Regions from separate parts of the Danio rerio genome. Here region 1 is linked to region 2. Evidence: chromatin contacts called from public HiCAR-type data. All regions are on one chromosome and are shown on one strand. The core of a region is the stretch at or near the end of the contact, and the rest is flanking DNA. Distances in the headings are between cores, read along the strand shown. Region 1 has its middle 36 kb from the start of hivep1. Region 2 holds the start of edn1 (endothelin 1).

What was found. HiCAR-type assays count read pairs that join an accessible place to other places.
Region 1: a HiCAR-type map of caudal fin shows a contact between it and region 2, with 8 times the contacts expected there. The contact joins the enhancer-like site here to the promoter of edn1 in region 2. A contact is called at or near these places in 5 of 18 Hi-C or Micro-C datasets (caudal fin, embryo and skeletal muscle) and 1 of 4 datasets of contacts at active chromatin or transcription factors (caudal fin).

Annotation. Positions count from the first base shown.
Region 1 is chr19:3,938,201-3,943,593 of GRCz12tu, reverse strand. No RefSeq gene overlaps it. Among named protein-coding and RNA genes, the nearest start is that of hivep1, 36 kb to the right of the region's middle. Within about 2 kb of position 2,018, at least 6 of the 62 cell types and tissues checked have an H3K27ac peak or open chromatin away from gene starts, as enhancers often do.
Region 2 is chr19:3,793,445-3,799,113 of GRCz12tu, reverse strand. It overlaps edn1 (endothelin 1), which reads left to right and starts at 1,332. Exons shown (of 5, transcript NM_131519.1): 1 at 1,332-1,469; 2 at 2,597-2,732; 3 at 2,881-3,024; 4 at 3,625-3,729; 5 at 5,628-5,669. The coding sequence starts at 1,409.

The sequences.
Region 1 (5,393 bases), core at 769-3,268, 140 kb before region 2:
GTCAAATCCTAACCCCTAAACCCTACCTAACCCCTAAACCCATCCTCCATTGGTCAAATCCTAACAATAATCCCTAAACCCAACCTCCATTGGTCAAATCCTAACCCTAATCCCTAAACCCAACCTCCATTGGTCAAATCCTAACCCTAACCCCTAAACCCAACCTCCATTGGTCAAATCCTAACCCTAACCCCTAAACCCAACCTCCATTGGTCAAATCCTAATCCCTAAACCCAACCTACATTGGTCAAATCCTAACCCTAATCCCTAAACCCAACCTCCATTGGTCAAATCCTAACCCTAACCCCTAAACCCAACCTCCATTGTTCAAATCCTAACCCTAAACCCAACTTCCACTGGTCAAATCCTAACCCTAACCCCTAAACCCAACCTACATTGGTAAAAGACTAAACCAAACCCCTAAACTCAACCTTTATTGGCCAAATCCTAACCCCTAAACCCAGCCTTCATTGGTAAAAGACTAAACCTAACCCCTAAACTCAACCTTCATTGGCCAAATCCTAACCCCTAAACCCAGCCTTCATTGGCCATACCCTAACCCAACCCCTAAATCCAAACTTTATTGATCAAATTTTAACCCTAATCCAACCTCGATTGGCAAAATCCTAACTCTAATCACTAAACACAACCTTCATTGGCCAAATCCTAAGCCCTAAACCCAACCTTCATTGGTCAAATCCTAACCCTAACTTCTAATCCTCATCCTAACCTATCTTCCAAACCCAACCTTCATTTGCCAAACCCTAACCCCTAAACCCAAACGTAATTGGCCAACTCTTAACCCTAACCCCTAAACCTAACCTTCATTGGTCAAATCCTAACCCTAACTTCTAATGCCGACCTTTGTTGGCTAAATCCTAACCCCTAAACCCAACCTTCATTGGCTTAATCCTAACCACTAAACCCAACCTTCATTGGCTAAATCCTAACCCCTAAACCTAACCTTTATTGGCTTAATCCTAACCACTAAACCCAACCTTCATTGGCTAAATCCTAACCCCTAAACCCAACCTTCATTGGCTAAATCCTAACCCCTAAACCCAACCTTCATTGGCTAAATCCTAACCCCTAAACCCAACCTTCATTGGCTAAATCCTAACCCCTAAACCCAAACTTCATTGGCTTAATCTTAACCCCTAAACCCAACCTTCATTGGCTTAATCTTAACCCCTAAACCCAACCTTCATTGGCTAAATCCTAACCCCTAAACCCAACCCTTATTGGCTAAATCCTAACCCCTAAACCCAACCTTCATTGGCTAAATCCTAACCCCTAAACCCAACCTGCATTGGCTAAATCCTAATCACTAAACCCAACTTTCATTGGTCAAATCCTAACCCCTAAACCCAAACTTTATTGGAAAATCTTAACCCCTAGCCTCTAAACCCAACCTTCATTTGCCTTACTCTAACCCCTAAACCCAAAGCTCATCGGCCAAATCTTAACCCTGAACCCAACCTCCGTTGGTCAAATCAATTCATTAAAAATACAAACGAATACCTTAAGTGTGACTATTAGAACCTAAAAAGTGCACCTGTTGTAAAAGTACCACCACAGTGACAGCTCTACCTTTATTTGTGAGAGTATAAATTGTGAGCCCAGACAACAATAACAGTCATTAACTAAATGTATTGGAACTGTGCAATTCTCCTATATGTCCTTAAATGCAGTACATCCTTCACTATATAGTGTACTCACTGGGTTTTGAAACAGAGCCAGTGATAAATGAATTTAGCTGATAACTGCAAACAATCATGAGTGTTTCCAGACCATTTCCAGAACAAGAACATGGAACAAAACGCCTGCGAAATCTCCAACAATTGTGCAGTTTGTCAGCCACGTCACGCCACTCTCTATTTTGGCTGCCGGAGCACATCAAAGTCATCAAAAACATCCACTAGAAGCAGCCCAGAACAAAGTATCCTGTGTTGAAGCCTGTACCCTGTTTGAATGCTTTTTAAAGTGCGCACAATGAGCATTACTTTAAGAGCAGAGCTGCGGAAGTTCAGCATGACGGTACAATAGAGTCACGGCGGAGGAATTTAATCAGTCTCAGTCCCCTGCTGATTATCGCTCCGCTTTTTTTGTCCTTGTGTTATTTAGTTCTTTTATTCCCGGATATTGTTTGCATTGTGCTTCAGTTCTCCAGTGTGTTTTAACACTTTCAGTCAACATGGTGTCAGTGTCTGCTGTATGAGTGCTTTTGCTGGATATGCCGTAGGTCTGGACACTCTTACAGGAAGTTGTTCCATGAGTCTGCAGTCATATAAATATATTAATTCCCTTAGGGATATTCAGATACACAGATGACACTCTTTTTAAATGTGCATGAGATTTATGGCTCTCAGTGGCCTCGTGAAATAGTTCAGACACAAATTGTTGACATATACTGTAGATTATAAGCTTTGATAATGCATACACTACGGAAAAATGTCCTTACATTTTTTAGTTGAATCAATTTAATGTTTTAGTTATCCCAACTTCATCAATCAGACGGACTAAAATGTTAAGTTAAACTGTATATAGCAAAAAAATTTTATTAAGATGAGTTAAATGATCAACAACAGTTGTTGTCATTACTTTTTGTCATATCTTCTCGTCTAGGTTATCGAATTTTGATAAATTGAATTGATAAATTGAGTTGTTAAATGTTATTTTTTTAGGATGTTTAGATTTATTAGAATATTTATTATTAGAATGTAATTTTGTTTTGTTTATGTCTTAACAATATGAAATAATATGTTATGATTTTTTTTCTTTCTTAAAATATTTCCCAAATTATGTTTAACAGAGCAAGGAAATTTTCACAGTTTGTCTTAAAATATTTTTTTCTTCTGGAGAAAGTCTTAATTGTTTTATTTTGGCTAGAATAAAAGCTGTTTTTAATTTTTTTAAACACCATTTTAAGGACAATATTATGACCCCCTTTAAGCTTTATTTTTTTATCGATAGTCTACAGAACAACCCATTGTTATACCATAACTTGCCTAATTACCCTAACCTGCCTAGTTAACCTAATTAACCTAGTTAAGCCTTTAAATGTCACTTTTAGCTGTATAGAAGTGTCCTGAAAAACATCTAGTCAAATATTATTTTCTGTCATCATAACAAAGATAAAATAAACCAGTTATTAGGAATAAGTTATCAAAACTCTTATGTTTAGAAATGTGCTAAAACATTCTTCCCTCCATTAAACAGAAATTGGGGAAAAATAAACAGGGTTGCTAATAAATCAGGGGGGCTAATAATTCTGACTTCAACTGTATATAGCCATATAGCCGGTAGGTATCTCTCGGTCAGTAACCGGATGGGAGACCATATGGGAATGCTAGGTCAGCTGCACACTGGTGGATGAGGAGATTCCCCTCAAAAATGTATAAAGCGCTTTGAGTGCCCAGAAAATGACTATTTGAATGTAAGGAGTTATTATATATAATATTTTTGACATATTAGAGCTTTAAATTGATATTTTTTCTTTCACATATTCATTCATGCATTCATTTTTAAGAGCAGAAAATGTTTTATTTATTTTTAAATGTTTCATTTATTGTACTCTTGTAGGAAAGTTTTTAGTTGTTAGATTTTTATTGTACTGTTGTTTCCTTTATTCATTTATTTAACATAAATTATAAATTGTCTATTTAAATAAATGTACTATTTTTAACATATATATTTAAGAATAACTGCAATATGTTCCACGGCACAGACAGTGAAGGACTGAAATTACTAAAACACTATAAAAAATATTTAATAAAAATTATAAAATGCCAAAAGCACATTAATAATTTCACAATTTAAATTTACTCATTTGTTTTCTTGTCGGATTAGTCCCTTAATTAATCAAGGGTCACCCTGGCGGAATGAATCGCCAACTTATCCAGCATATTTTTTATGCAGCGGATGCACTTCCAGCTGCAAACCATCACTGGGAAACATCCATACACACTCATACACTACTGACTAATTTAGCTTACCCAATTCACCTGCTCCGCATGTCTTTGGACTGAGGGGGAAACCGGAGCACCCAGAGGAAACCCATGCGAACGCAGGGAGAACATGCAAACTCCAAACAGAAACGCCAACTGAGCCGAGGCTCGAACCAGCGAGCTTTTTGCTTTGAGGCGACAGCACTTTGTACTGCGCCACTGCGTCTCCCTACAATTTACAATAAAATGTAAAAATCTGTAAGAAGAAAAAACAGTTGATGCAGCAACTAAATGTTTTGAGTTATACAAAGTTTTGTTTAATATTTTAAGTTAGATTGACTGATGACTTTTTTTTTACAGTGTATAAATAATACTAAAATAACACTCTCAGCAGACGCCAAACTGATGTCACCAAGCAGGACATGCTCCTGTAGTGTATGCTGATCCTGGAACAACATTCCAATCAGCCAATCAGAATTAGGGCATATGTTTGCAGTTTATGTTAAGTTTAGGCTTTGGTTAGGTTTATGCACGTCTACATGATTGATATCCAACTATTATTCCCCTCTGAATTTGGGAATGATCTAAAGTTATGGTTGAGTTTTGGGCAAGTGAATAGGTATGGATTACATTTTCCAATCAACATAAATGTTAATCCAGCACGGCATCGTACTGGGCCAAATCATGACGTGCCTTAGCAGTAACTTCTGTTTGACCTCAATCCAAACTCACTGAAAGCTGCTCGAGAGCTCTATTTGATGTTTGTTTCCTCTGACTGTGCTGTCGTGCTTCGCTGTGTTTTTCTGGTCAGATGAAGTGGATTGGAAGTTCATTTGTCACACATACACTATCATCATTCACTATCATAGGAAAGCAGTTTGTCATCAATATCCTGTTTTGTTCCTGGTCTGATCTCCTCGTATGAGCTGGACGACTCTTTATTTTCAATGCGTTTGACCCGGAAATGTTGGGAACTGTGCAGGAAATGGCTGTAATGTGATCCACTTCAGAAAAGACGTTTCCTTCGGCCCTCCTGGAATTTTAGGAATTGAACAGTGGGTCAGAAAAACAGGTTCATTATCGAGGAGCAACAGTACAGTCTATGATTTCATATCAGAACAAAAACAAGAAGTGCCTTTCTGCTCTGTTCTGGCCTGTCACACTTACAGGACACTTCACTTCAGCCGGTTTCAACCAGTTCAGCCTGTAAATGACACTTGCTGCGTCCCAATTCGCATACTTAGCTAAAAGAAAGTGCATACTTTTAGGTGTGTAACAGAAGATTGTGTAAACTTTGGGACATACTACTTTCTCATGAAGTGAAGTTTATTTATAAACTAATATCGAGAGGATCATGTGCTTATGATTGCTTGCGGCTGTTCCTGCATTATTCAATTTGTGATTCAACAATCAGACGATTCTTAAGCCACTCTAAAGTTCCATATA
Region 2 (5,669 bases), core at 83-2,582:
GTAATAAAAGCAATAATGACTAGATTAATAATTTAATTCGAAACTACATACAATTAGAAAGCAGTTAGAAAGCACACACACACACACACACATATCTATATACACATACATACATACATACATACATACATATATATATATATATATATATATATATATATATATATATATATATATATATGTGTGTGTGTGTGTGTGTGTGTATACAACTATACGCATACAAACTATATACAAATATTATGCATAAATGTTAAAAGAGGAGCATATATAGTTAAAATTATCAGCCCTCCTGTGATTTTTTTTTTTTTTTGTCCCCATGATGTTTAACACAGCAAGACATTTTTCACATTATTTCCTTTTTTTTTCTTCTTCTTCTTCTGGAGAAAGTCTATTGTGTTTTATTTTGGTCAGAATGAAAGCACTTTTAAAAAATATTTTAGGTCAATATTATTAGCCCTCTTAAGCAAGTCAGCCCTCTTTCCGATCTACAGAACAAACTACAATGACTTGCCTAATTACCCTAACTTATCTATTTAACCTAGATACGTCTTTAAATGTCACTTTAAGCATACTAGTATCTTGAAAAATATCTAGTCAAATAGTATGTACTCAAGAGAGAGAGAGAGAGAGAAAAAATGACACCCAATCAGAGTCAGAATATCTGTGGAGGTTTTCACTCACTCACATGGTGTTTAACTAGCCTGACCCTTAACCTAGTTAAGCCGTCAAAAGCGGAATACTAGCATGAAAAATACGTAGTAAAATATTATTTACTGTCATCATGGCAAATATATAATAAAAAATTTTTAGAAATGAGTTATTAAAACTATTATGTTTAGACATGTCTTTCCGTTGAACAGAAATTGGGGGGAAATACAGGGGGGCTAATAATTCAGACCTCAACTGTATATTTAACCTTCAAGTGAATAGGTTTTGTTTTCATGTCATTATTTTATATATAGCCAATACACTTTTATGATACTCGTTACATGTATTACTCACATTAATCCTGATATGTTGCAATCGTCGTTGGGAGTCTCGAAGTCCTTGTTTCTGTCTGTCCGCGCTACTCTCGCGCCCTCTGTCGTCCTGTATGAAAACTGTACCACTTGAAGACACCTTACAAACCGTAAAAACTTGGCACCAAACGGCCGCCCGGCGTCTCCATCCCGCTGGAATCTCAGGAATACAAAAACTTCTTATCTCGCTCCACACGCTGCCTGTAGCTGACTATTAACAAACAGTATTGTTTTCGCGCGGGCGGGAGGCGTGAGCGCGCGTATATAAGTGCTCCTGCACAAGACTGAGCTCGAGACTCCACAATAAACACTGCAGCTTATTAGAGCAAAACTCTTCAGCTGTTTTACTGGACTACTACTGGAATACGGGACTTGCATACTACAAAACAATGCATTTGAGGATTATTTTCCCAGTTCTGACCATGCTGACATCTGGATTTTTTGACTTTGGTATGTATTTAAAAAATATATATATATATATATATATATATATATATACACATTTATATATTGTGATAATATTTAAATAGCTTTATAAATAGTTTCCTTTCAGTAGTAATTTGATTTAAACAGCTTTATAAATAGTTTCCCAAATGCTCTATATCTATATAAATCTATATTATTGATCTATATATTATGGTAACCAGGTTTAAACAGCTTTATAAATAGTTTCCTCAATACTCAACATCTATATAAAGCTATATTATTGATCTGTATATTATGGTTACATAGTTTAAACAGCTTTATAAATCTTTTCTTCAGTACTCTATAGTTATATAAACCTATTTTATTGATATATATATATATAAATATATATATATATATATATATATATATATATATATATATATATATATATATATATATATATATATATATACATATTTATTGTGGTAATATGATTTACACAGCTTTATAAATAGTTTCCTCTAAACTTTATCTATATAAATCTATATATTGTGGTAATCTGGTTTAAACAGCTTTATAAATAGATTCCTTAATACTCTACATCTATATAAATCTATATTATGTATCTATATATTGTGGTAATATGATTTAAACAGCCTTATAAATAGTTTCCACAATACTCTAAATCTATATAAATATATATTATTTATCTATATATTGTGGAAATACAATTTAAACAGCTTTATAAAGTTTCCTTAACACTCCATATCTTTATTATGTATCTATATATTGTGGTTATATGATATAAACAGCTTTATAAATAGTTTCCTCAATACTTAATATCTATGTAAATCTATAATATGTATCTATATATTGTGGTAATATGGTTTAAACAGCCTCATAATTAGTTTTAAAGTCTACATAAGTCTTAAAAACTGCAATATGTCAAGATACAAACATAAAAAGTGTAATATCTCAGTAAGCTCTTTATAAAAACAAGCTCCAAACACATTGAAGATAAACCTTTACTATTCTTTTAGACTATGAATTGTGCATCAATGTCATTTTTAATTAAGCGCGACAAATTCAATCATCTCTAGTCAATCATGCAAAGTGTTTTTAATATGTAGAAAAGCTAATAAATTGAATGTACCTTTATGATTAATTAGGTGCTCCAGCATCTTTGGGTCCAGGCACAGCACCAGCACGTCACTCCAGGAATAAGAGATGCTCCTGCGCAAGTTTTCTGGATAAAGAGTGCGTCTACTTTTGCCACCTGGACATAATATGGGTGAACACACCAGAGTAAGTCAGAACAGACATTATATATCAAAAATGCATGCAAATACCATCAGTTATGAACTGTAAATCGTTAGAGATTGATCTGTCCATCATGCTATTTTTTTTTTAGCATGACTAACATTGTTTTCTAATCATTTTTTCTTTCCTCCAGGCGAACGGTGTCATATGGACTTGGAAACGCTCCACGCAAGAAGCGCTCGGTCACAGAACCTGTTGTGCTCGAGTCACGCTGCAAATGTGCAGATAGTCAAGACAAAACATGCTCTTCATTCTGCCAAGCGGACAGTGCGTTACAGTGAGTACGCCTCATCATACTTACAAGCAGATAGTTTTGATCTTGAGTCCACTTTCAAGGACACAAGGCTTGCTTGTTAAGAGTAGAGCAGCTCAGTGTTTGGATATTCTCGAGGATACACTTACTTCGATTATTGGTCTTGTTTCTAGTCCAAATGTCTAAAAACTATTAAATCAAGAAGCTTTTTCTAGACAAGCATAACATATTGTCTCGTTTTAGGAAATAGTATCTAAAAATAAAGTGAGTTTTTCCTTAAAACAAGCCAAATAATCTTACGTCAAAAGGAAAAACTAGATTATTTTATTTGTTTAAAGGGAAAACGTACTTAATTTTGGCATATTGTTTCTAAAAACAAGACTAATTGTTTTGCTTGTCGAAAAAAAGCATCTTGATTTAAGAAATTTGGGCTAGAAACAAGACAAAAATGCTGCATGCAGTGTGAGCATACACTGTATGTCGCAGTAATATTGTTCAGGCATAATAGCTGTCATTGCATGACTTGAGGAACTTGCAGAAACAGGTTTCACATCTATTTGTGGACTTTCATCAAGCTTGTTGAGGAATTGACTGCTCATGCCTGATCTGAACTTTCTTTTTCAGGTTTAAAGCAGCGTCAGACAGGGCGATCCGCGCCGCCCAGGGCCACGATTGTGCTGGGAAGCAATGCAAACACACGCTGGCAGAAACACAGACAAAGATTAGAAGGTGAGACAAACCACAGAGACAGTGGAGGGGGGAAATAAATAAAGAAGAAAGCTCACATGCGCACAATCATTTCAGAAATAATTGGGTGCCTTAATTACAAGCCTCAGTAAGATTAATGTCTCAGCTGATGTGACAGCCTATCATTCATTTTCAGATATAAGCAGATTAAGCTTGAAAGTAAATCGTTTTATAAAGACGTCACCCACTATAAGGTGGACATTAGTCATTCCTATGACTTAAAGTTACTTTTGTACAACCAGCAAGGACATAGGAAACAATCTGTCAAAATTAAATGAATTTTCCCTTAAAATAAGCAAAATAATCTGTTTTTTCCTTTTAACATAAGATTATTTTGCTTGTTTTAAGGAAGAACTTACTTCATTTTAAGAAAATGTTTCTTAAAATAGACAATGTGTTTCGCTTGTCTAGAAAAAGCTACTTTATTTGAGCAGAAAGTACTGAGGTTTCTCCCAAAAATAAAATACAACGATGTACTAGAGGCATTATTGTATACATTATTGCATTGAAATATTTGTAAGCTTTTATTTACATTTATTCCAGTTTTTTGCCAGAGGTATGAATCATTTCATGCTTGATTGTGCATGTGCTGTATGTGTGTTGTGTGACACAGACACACATACTGTACATACAGTTTCCAGCATACATGAGCACACCCAGATCTTTCTTGTAAAATTACGGTAATATGATGCTGTGTGAATAGATAAGATAAATTTTTTGTGTCTGTGTATGTGTTTATACAATTGAAGTCAGAATTATTAGCCCCCCTTTGATTTATTTATTTATTTATTTGTACATATTTCCCAAATGATGTTTAACAGAGCAGGGAATTTTTCACAGTGTGTCTGATAATATTTTTTCCTCTGGAGAAAGTCTTATTTGTTTTATTTCGGCTAAAATAAAAGCAGTTTTTATTTTTTAAAACCCATTTTAAGTTTAAATTTATTAGCCCCTTTAAGCTATTTTTACTTTGCTAGTCTACAGAACAAACCATCATTATACAATAACTTGCCTAATTACCCTAATCTGCCTAGTTAACCTAATTAACCTAGTTAAGCCTTTAAATGTCACTTTAAGCTGTATAGAAGTGTCTTGAAAAGTATCTAGTCAAATATTATTTACTGTCATCATAACAAAGATAAAATAAATCCGTTATTAAAGATGAGTTATTAAAACTATTATGATTAGAAATGTGCTGAAAAAAATTTGCTCTCCGTTAAACAGAAATTAAGGAAAAAATAAACAGGTGGGGCTAAAAATTCTGACTTCAACTGTATATATACCCTAATGAATATGTAAGGGGGAAATATACGTTTAAAACAATGAATAAAGAAGAAAAATTAAGATAACCATAATAAACATGTCTTAAACTAGAAAAGTATACAAAGGTATATTTAAGTAATAATTATTATTTGTTCTTATTATTAATTAGCATAATTTTTTATCATACACAATAATAATATTATTAATAAATAATTAGACAGAAAAAAATTCAATATAAATTAAATTAATAATAAAATTACAGCTATTATAACTTTATAGACATATTTAAAAGACAATAAAATACAACAAAATCCATTTTAAAATCAAACTTGTAAACAGTAGCTACTCAGTAGTTAAATGAAAATCAAAATGAATAAATATAAATGTAAACAAATATTAATCTTGTTTGTTTTGTTCGTTTTCATCACTATAAATCTTTTTTTGAAAGGTCAATAAAGTTGATTTTTTTTACCCTAAACCTTATAAATCAGAGTCTTAAACTTAAATCGGGTGGCTTTAGCCAGAGTTTATGGATTAAAAACATTTACTATACAAACCTACAGTGTGTAAATCTGGTGTCGCTCTGATGTTGACCTCATGTCTTTGTTTTTTCACAGGGTGAGAACCACAAAACAAACTGATGTTCTCTCTGGAAAGAA